Linked DNA regions of Zea mays: regions 2 and 3 are each linked to region 1. The links are chromatin contacts, called in public Hi-C maps. All regions are on one chromosome and are shown on one strand. The core of a region is the stretch at or near the end of the contact, and the rest is flanking DNA. Distances in the headings are between cores, read along the strand shown.

Region 1 (2,583 bases), core at 61-2,560:
GTGAAAGAGGATGTTTGCATTCGTGGTCGTTGGGAATGAATTGGTATGGCCAAGGTGTCGCCAGCAGCCAAGACCTCGTAGTAGCCGGCAGTAGTGTTAGGGCCGGTCGTTGATCCTGATGACAGGACTGTTTAGCTATCATATCAAGCACTTCAGGTTGAGTTTTACACTTTATCTGTACGCTAGCTATATACATTCAGGCTGCATCGTATTGACAGTCTTGTCTTGGTTGGCATCCTGGCAATTGGTTATGTAGCTGTTTCACCGGTTCGGCTGCTGATCCGCTGCCAAACTGCAGTGCCCGGTAAAGTAAGCCGTGAGACCGAGCTTTGTTTGTGTACTTCAGTATTAGCCCTTGAAAAATTAAGGTTCTCAAACTAGTAGTACTAAGGATTTGTTTGTGTACTTCAGTATTAACTCTAATTCATATGTGTTAAGATTCATATGTGTTAAGGTAGATTTAGATATAAATTATTATACCTTAATTTATCTCAACACATGGGAATTGAGATCAATACTAAAATAACAAAACTAGGTCTAAGGCTTATTTGGGAGCACAACAAAGCCATGGGACCGAGTTTCTGCTCCCTATCGTGTCGTACATGTTCTCCCGCCTGAGCAAAATAAACCGAATCAAATCAATCAAAATCGAAACCAAATTAGTTAGGCTATCCGCACTCGTGGAACCCTAAATTTCTACTCTAAAAGGAATATTTCATCCTAGTCAGCGAGATTCTCTACTCTATACCACAATCATCCGCGGTCACAATTACTCTATATATCTACCCTATACCAACTACCATATATTATATTATATTTTTCCCACACTATTCTATCCCACCGCGCCTGCCACTGTCTATCCCTCCGAACTCCCAACAGCGCTGTCAGCCAGGAACAGTACGTAGAGTAGAAACGAGCGTACGCTGTATATAGCGTTCCTCTCTCCTTACTGCGTGATAGAGTAGTACGTAGAGTTTGCCGTTGCAGTCGTCGCGTTACTCCATATTCGACGCTACCTTTGTAGCGTACGTGATCGAGTAGATCACTGCGGACAGCCTTAGAACCAAATTAATCGTTGGTTTCGTATCTTTAAAAATCGAACAACCAACGTAATTTTGGTTCTAAACATTAGAGGATCGAATTAATCGTATTTAGCCCTTGCCTAATACAGTATTCTTAAACCCTACGTATATAAGCACAAGTACAAACCCCTCCAAAATCCAACTCCTGCGACGGGTATTTGTGCCACACCTGCACCCGTTCCCGGCGCCTCCCGTTCTCGGTGGCCCGTCCCCCCCCCCCCCCTAATCCTCCAACTCCAACTGTCGCCCGCCGGTAGCCGCGCTCGCGGCAGTGGACCTCGCCTCCTGCGCGGCTGTGCCCAGACTGCTGTGCTGTTTCGGTCTCTTCGGTTGGCAGCAGCCACGCCGGGAACAAGATGGCGGCGGCGTTGCCGCAGCTGGACGACGAGATCGTCCACGGCATGGCCATCGGCGCTGTCTTCACGGACTATGTGAGTCCCGGTGATACAAGCCCCAACCCACCTATTCCTTAAGGTTTTTGCCTCGCACTAATTCGCCGTCCAAATCGGCTGCAGACCGGGAAGATCAATTGCCTCGACTTCCACCGCACGGAAGATCTCATGATCACCTCTAGCGAGGACGACTCCATCCGCCTATACAACATCACCAGCGCGACGTGGGTACCGTAGCCTATGATTGATTTCTCCGAACGTTTTTTTTGTTGTAGCTGTAATGTGTAGAATCTAATGCATGTGAGGAAAAGTGTTGGTTCTACTGATGTGTACAGCGATGTGATTTTTGGGTACCTTATTGCAAGAGATTATAGGACTAATATATTTTGTGGTTAGAATCAATGTTACTGGAGTAGATGCTATTGAAGCTAATTTTCTAAATGTAGCATGTTTGGCAATGGGCAGTTAACATTTGATAAATATACATGGATTATGCCTTAGTGTTGCTCTTCTGTCATGTTGGCCATATTGCTAGAGATGTGATTTTACTTGTGCTGCCGTGCTGGCAGGTAGTGTTTGTTCATTCCGAATGTTTTATGAAAGCTTTGGATGGCAGGTAGTATTTGTTCATTCCGAATGTTTTATAAAAGCTTTAGATCATCCAGCAGTTTAGTTTTGGTGACCCTGTTTTCCCTATCCTGTCATTGTTCTCTATGATCGGTAGAAGTTTGCTTCGTCATATGTGCTCTATGAAAGTATATTTAGTAAGCCACCAGTAATCAGTGCTAGAGCCTGCTGACTATTGTTTCAGGTTGTTAAAGACTACGTATCACAGGAAACATGGTGCTGACCGTGTCTGTTTTAGTCATCATCCAAGTTCTATCTTATGCTCTTCACGGTACAACCTAGAGTCTATAGAGTCACTTCGTTATCTGTCATTGTATGACAACCGTTGCTTAAGATACTTCAAAGGACACAAAGACAGGTTTGTTTTATTTTTCTTCTGATGCTGCTGCATTTCTTGTTTGTGGCAAGGGCAGATGCTGAGAGATGTTCCGTTTCGTCTCAGGGTCGTTTCATTATGTATGTCACCTGTCAATGATAGCTTT
Region 2 (2,583 bases), core at 37-2,536, 430 kb before region 1:
TATCCAAATGAATGAATCCACAAAGCAGAGTTCATAAATGATGTGGGCTAACACTTTTTGTGTGTGCATTGGGCAATTTCTACAGGCTATATTGGTTTTCATGAGTCTATTTATTATTGGTAGACGGTAGAAACCTCCTTGTTGGCAATCAAGTCTTTTCAAATGCCATTCAAATTCATAACACATAACCTAATGCGGTCTACCTCTACAAGCAAAGCAAGTGTTCGCTTTTTAATGCAATTTTGGAGGAAGATTAGGAACTTAGCATAACCAGATTTTGGATGGAGAAAATAATACCTATTATGGCACACATCTGCACCAACAAAATACAGCGGATTTCACATAGAACATTTTCAGGTAAAACAGAAATAGAGATTTAAAAGTGAAGAGAGGCAACAAAAACTAGTCAAATTGAGCTGAAAACCGGTCTAGCATTAACCTATTTTGTCTTCAATAGTTCAATTACAGCTAGCTTCTCAACTTTTCTTTAGGTACTTAAGAGTACTCCTACTCCGTCCATTCCAAATTGTAAGCGATTTTAGTTTTGTCCTAAGTCAAACCACTCTAGCTTCGACTACGACTATAGAAAAATGCACAGATATTTACATCATCGAACTAATTCATTAGATATACCATGAAATATATTTTGATGGTGCACTTTTTAATATATTTTGCTATAAACTTGGTCAAAGTTACACAAATCTATATCGATTTACAATGTGGAATGGAGGGAGTACTAGTTAGCATTGCAGTTTAACTATCTTGGGTGGGAAATGTAACAGCTGAATCTTTGTAGTGAACAAGTAAATGTATAGCCTGTCAGTTAGTATAATATTAATGAATCATGTGTCAATGGCCATTGGGGCAGAGCTACTGAAAACTTCTGAGATAGAATACTGGATATAACGAATAGTAGCAAGTGAAAAGAAATGTAAGCCCTACCAGAACCCTACGACGGAGTCAACGTCAACCGGAACCCCGAAGCCAAGGCACACCGAAAGCAAGGGGCACATCTAGTAGGGTTTGCGGAGGAGAAGCCAGGGCGCGTACCGAATCCGGCGATGAGACAGGAAGCTGCGACAACAGGCTCCTTCACAACGAAGATCTTGAGCTTCTCCATCACGGCCATGGCTGCCTCTTCTGTTTCTGCTCCCGCTCCTCCGCTTCGCCTTCGCCGTCGCTGGAGACGAGAAGGGAGACGAGTCAGTGCTCTCTCCTCCGATCTGTGGACGACTGGACGTAGGCCCGTGTCTTATGCGGAGAGGCTTCGACGCCTAGCCCATTTACATCCGCGGTCCAGTGGGGCACGATCCATTTTGTTGATGGGCTGAGGGAGTGAGGTCCAACCGATAGGCTGACGGCATATTCAGAGTTGCCAATTGGAATATTCCTCGCGCGCGCGCGAATATTTTGCCCGGACGAGCGAATCTACCGTCGCTGCAGCACCTGCACGGCTGCACCCGCCTTGTTTGGACCGCACGCGCGGCCACCCTTCTCCTCCTCTCCTCTCTTCTTCACCTACCTATTCTCTCTCGCTCGGCGCGCGTAGAAGAGAAGAGGCACTTCTTCCTCCTCGCCGGCTTCCCCTCGCGTGTCGCAAGTGCTTTACCCTACACCGTGGCCCGTGGATCGTCGCCGGACGCCAGGCATCGGCAAGCGGCAGCGCAGCCGTCCACCCTGAGTCCCTGATTTTGCCAAGGTTATTAGCCCTCCCTCCTCCGCACTATCTCTGTAACACCAATTCATTCTAGCTTACTTCTCATGAGATGAGAGGGGCGCATCCAGCACCGGGGCGGCCGCTGTCCGGGCTCGATCGAGCCCCCGCTACGGTCCCCGGAGGCCGGAAGCCGGAAGCCCCTCTTAAGTTTCTGCTATAATTTTATACTTGAAATTTAAAAATGCGATTTTAAATACAGAAAATAAAAGGAATAAGTCCATCCTCCGTATCTTTCTGGATCCGCTGCTCGCGTGGTGTTTTTAGTTTGTGTGTGTGTAAGGGTGGTCACCAGCACGTCTCGTAACTGGCGGCGTGCTTCTTTGATCCGTTTGCTTATGTCGCCTGACGTCAATACATCAGCTAAGGTGCCCTTTCCCGGTTGTGGATCGGGGTTCAGGAATCAGGATATATTCATTCTTTCTCCAAAAACTATAGAATTCATTCAGTGTCGGACGGACCTTGACAAAATGGAAGAAGCAGGGCGCAGAGGCATCAGCTTATTTCCACACGACCGCGTATTTTCTATTTAACCAGCGCAGCGCAGCGCAGGCATGGAAGCACAGCGGCCGTTCATGCAGATGAAAGATGAGAGAGACCTGAATGAAAGAACAACAGGAGGACAAGGAAGGAGGACGCCGTCAGCCCTCTGTTTAGGAAGCTCAACCGGGCCATGGAGTCCTCTTCAGCCCGCACCATCTACGTGAGCACTGAGCCGTCAGATAAGAACATCAGAGGTGGCACTGGATCTGGATGGTCCGCGAGCTAGCAGAGATAATAGATAACGCACGTCATTTCAGGTGTTTTACCCGTATGCTCTTTAGTGAACTAAGACTATGTTTGATTTCTTTAGTCTAGGGACTAAAGTT
Region 3 (2,583 bases), core at 40-2,539, 260 kb before region 1:
TTATATAACCATCTATTGATCTGTTTATGCATTATCATAATGTAGGCATCTAGATCACATAATTCATCTGATAATCAGTGTTGTTTGTTTATCTTTCAGCTTATTTAAGCTAGACTATATAAACTAGAGGGTAAAGAAATAGGACTTAAAGTCTGGTGTCTCGACTGACAGAACATTCTGGATCTTTATTTCATCATCATCTAAAAGACTACCTTATTATACTACTACGTAGCTAACAAAGTGACGTGGGCGTGGACGGGACCAAACCGTTCTGATTCTTTCTACTCATTACAGGAACAACTCAGCAAGACTAGCTAGGTACCAGCAGAGTCCAGTGGCTGGAGCGTCACCGGACGTTTATCCTTGGCTACCTATGGAGGGTGTCCGCTCCCTGGCTTCCTGCGTGGGTCATGTTTGGGGTTGGACCCGCCGTAGTCGTAGTCCTGAACGTACGTCAGAACCTTCCCACTGCGTCTCTGCGTTTGGAAAAATACATGCATGCATGTGTTCTGATTAGTTAGGTGAGTGAATGTCGAGAGCCAAAAGGACTAAGGTTTAAACTCTTATTATTTTTTTTTATAATAGGAAGAGAAAAGGTGACACACGACGAATCGTATAGAAACCAGTATTTTAATTATATATTTAAAATAAATATCAAATTCTGTAAAAGAAGTTATTTGTTTTGTTTACCTAAACTAACAATAGCCTACTGATCGAATTGTATCAAACACTTCAATAATATGCTTTCTACAAAACCAATTAGCGATGGTTTCTAATTAAACACGATTTCACTTCCTTTAAATGTCTGACAGCTGTTTCAACCAAGATTAGAGATGCCGACCTCAACCTCAACCGCTTCAGAAAGATCTGCATCGCTGGCTTGTGTAGCTGCAGTTTGTCCTGCATGCAAACAGGGAAGCTCTTCAACCGTGTACGACTATATACATAACTCACCAGCAAGGAAACGGACTGTACTACCTGAAGACACACCACTGAACAGTAGAGACACCACAAGAATAACGGTGAAGATGAGCCTGAGCTTGGGCATTGTCGCTCTGGTTAAGCAGGCGACGATTGTGTGTCTCCTTCTTTCCTTCCTTGTGCAGCTCGATCTCAGAACTGTTAGTTCTGTGAGGAGCTGGAACGTACGTACCACCAGTGGCCCCTTTATATACGACGAACGGTAGCGCTAGCTGCTCCGATCCCTAACAGCTGGAAAGGGCACGCCCATATATTGTCCATGCTTTTGCAATAGTGTGTTTGTGTGTGCGGCTGTGCCGTGCCACCAGTGACCTGCATCTATCTGCTGCTGCTGATGACTCTCCCATATATGCACGGCCGGGCTGGCGATGAAAACGAAAGCCAATATGCATGGGCCTCCTCCCAAAGGTCAACTATTGTATTCGTCATCCGATCATCACCACACAGGTTAAGAGTAGAGCTAGCAGTCGTCTAGCACACAGTGCAAAACTGTTCATGGCAGTATATATATGCTGCCTTAATTTAATTTAATTTGATGTGTAGGCTATGCTATGCAGCATGCATGCGGTTGCGCGAAGCAGCAGCACATGCACAAACTGTTCGTTTCTGTACTACTGTGTTCAGTTCACAGCCCATTTGACATTTGTTGGGTGCTGGCGCCGCTGCGCGATGGGCTGCGCGGTGGGGCGAGGGGCGGCGCTGCGGGGGGGCGAGGGGCGGCGCGGTGGGCTGCGCGGTGGGGCGAGGGGCGGCGCTGCGGGGGGGCGAGGGGCGGCGCGGCGGGACGAGAGGCGGCGCGGCTCGGCTAGTGGCGGCGCGGTGGGGCGAGCCAGGCGGCGCACGAGCGGCCAGGAAGCGGCGGCGGAGAAGAAATGCGACGGAGAAGAAACCGAACAGAGGAAGAAGGAACCGGGTATTTTTAAATACATAATTTTCGGCGGCTAGGGTGTTGGCCGCCGAAAATAAGTTTATTTTCGGCGGCCGTGTCAGAAGCCGCCGAAAATAAGACTGTTTTCGGCGGCTTCTGACACGGCCGCCGAAAATAACCTTATTTTCGGCGGTTTGCTCCTGCCGCCGAAATTATTTACTTATTTTCGGCGGCCACCTCCTGGCCGCCGAAAATAACAGCAGCCGCCGAAAGTGACATACAGTGCTGTTGTGGCAGTGGTGCGGCACGCACGCAACGAGCACGACGACACATGCAGTTGCACTTGGACGCTCTGGAGGTGGGCGGATCAGTGCGCGCGCGCGCGCGCTATAGTGCCATTTCGATCTGCAGCGCTAGCATGCGTACCCATCACCCTAGCTAGCTAGCACCTAGATACGGCTGGGGCGATACGCCGCACGGGCGCAGCAGCTAGCAGGACGTACGCGATGGGATCGCCGTCACCTGCAGTGCTGCTGCTTGTGCTAGCTAGTGCAGCAGCACGAGCAGCGCCCACTACCGGAGGCAGCGCGCACCGTCGCCGCCGACCGGTTGCTCTCGCGTGCATGATGCATGCATAGCTGCATGTCCTGGCAGGCAGCAACAGCAACAGCAAGCGACCTAATAATAAAAGATGGCTGCGGCCTGTGGGTGACCCACCGTCGCGTCGCGGAAAG

Evidence for each region. Hi-C and Micro-C count contacts between places; a contact is called where the count stands out from the background.
Region 2: a contact with region 1 is called in a Hi-C map of bundle sheath, with 2.4 times the contacts expected there. The contact joins the promoter of LOC100282278 here to the promoter of LOC100285399 in region 1. A contact is called at or near these places in 5 of 25 Hi-C or Micro-C datasets (bundle sheath, ear, endosperm and 2 more).
Region 3: a Hi-C map of ear shows a contact between it and region 1, with 5 times the contacts expected there. The contact joins the promoter of LOC100277096 here to the promoter of LOC100285399 in region 1. A contact is called at or near these places in 2 of 25 Hi-C or Micro-C datasets (bundle sheath and ear).

What each region holds. Positions count from the first base shown.
Region 1 is chr8:64,322,219-64,324,801 of Zm-B73-REFERENCE-NAM-5.0, forward strand. It overlaps LOC100285399 (set1 complex component swd2), which reads left to right and starts at 1,311. Exons shown (of 9, transcript NM_001158292.2): 1 at 1,311-1,513; 2 at 1,598-1,698; 3 at 2,286-2,459; 4 at 2,544-2,583. The coding sequence starts at 1,439.
Region 2 is chr8:63,890,699-63,893,281 of Zm-B73-REFERENCE-NAM-5.0, forward strand. It overlaps LOC100282278, which reads right to left and starts at 1,287. Exons shown (of 3, transcript NM_001155190.1): 1 at 1,051-1,287. The coding sequence starts at 1,129. LOC101027216 (a long non-coding RNA gene) reads left to right here and starts at 1,543. Exons shown (of 2, transcript NR_169068.1): 1 at 1,543-1,699.
Region 3 is chr8:64,064,936-64,067,518 of Zm-B73-REFERENCE-NAM-5.0, forward strand. It overlaps LOC100277096, which reads right to left and starts at 1,290. Exons shown (of 3, transcript XM_008657765.4): 1 at 979-1,290; 2 at 848-900; 3 at 69-476. The coding sequence starts at 1,048. The coding sequence ends at 372.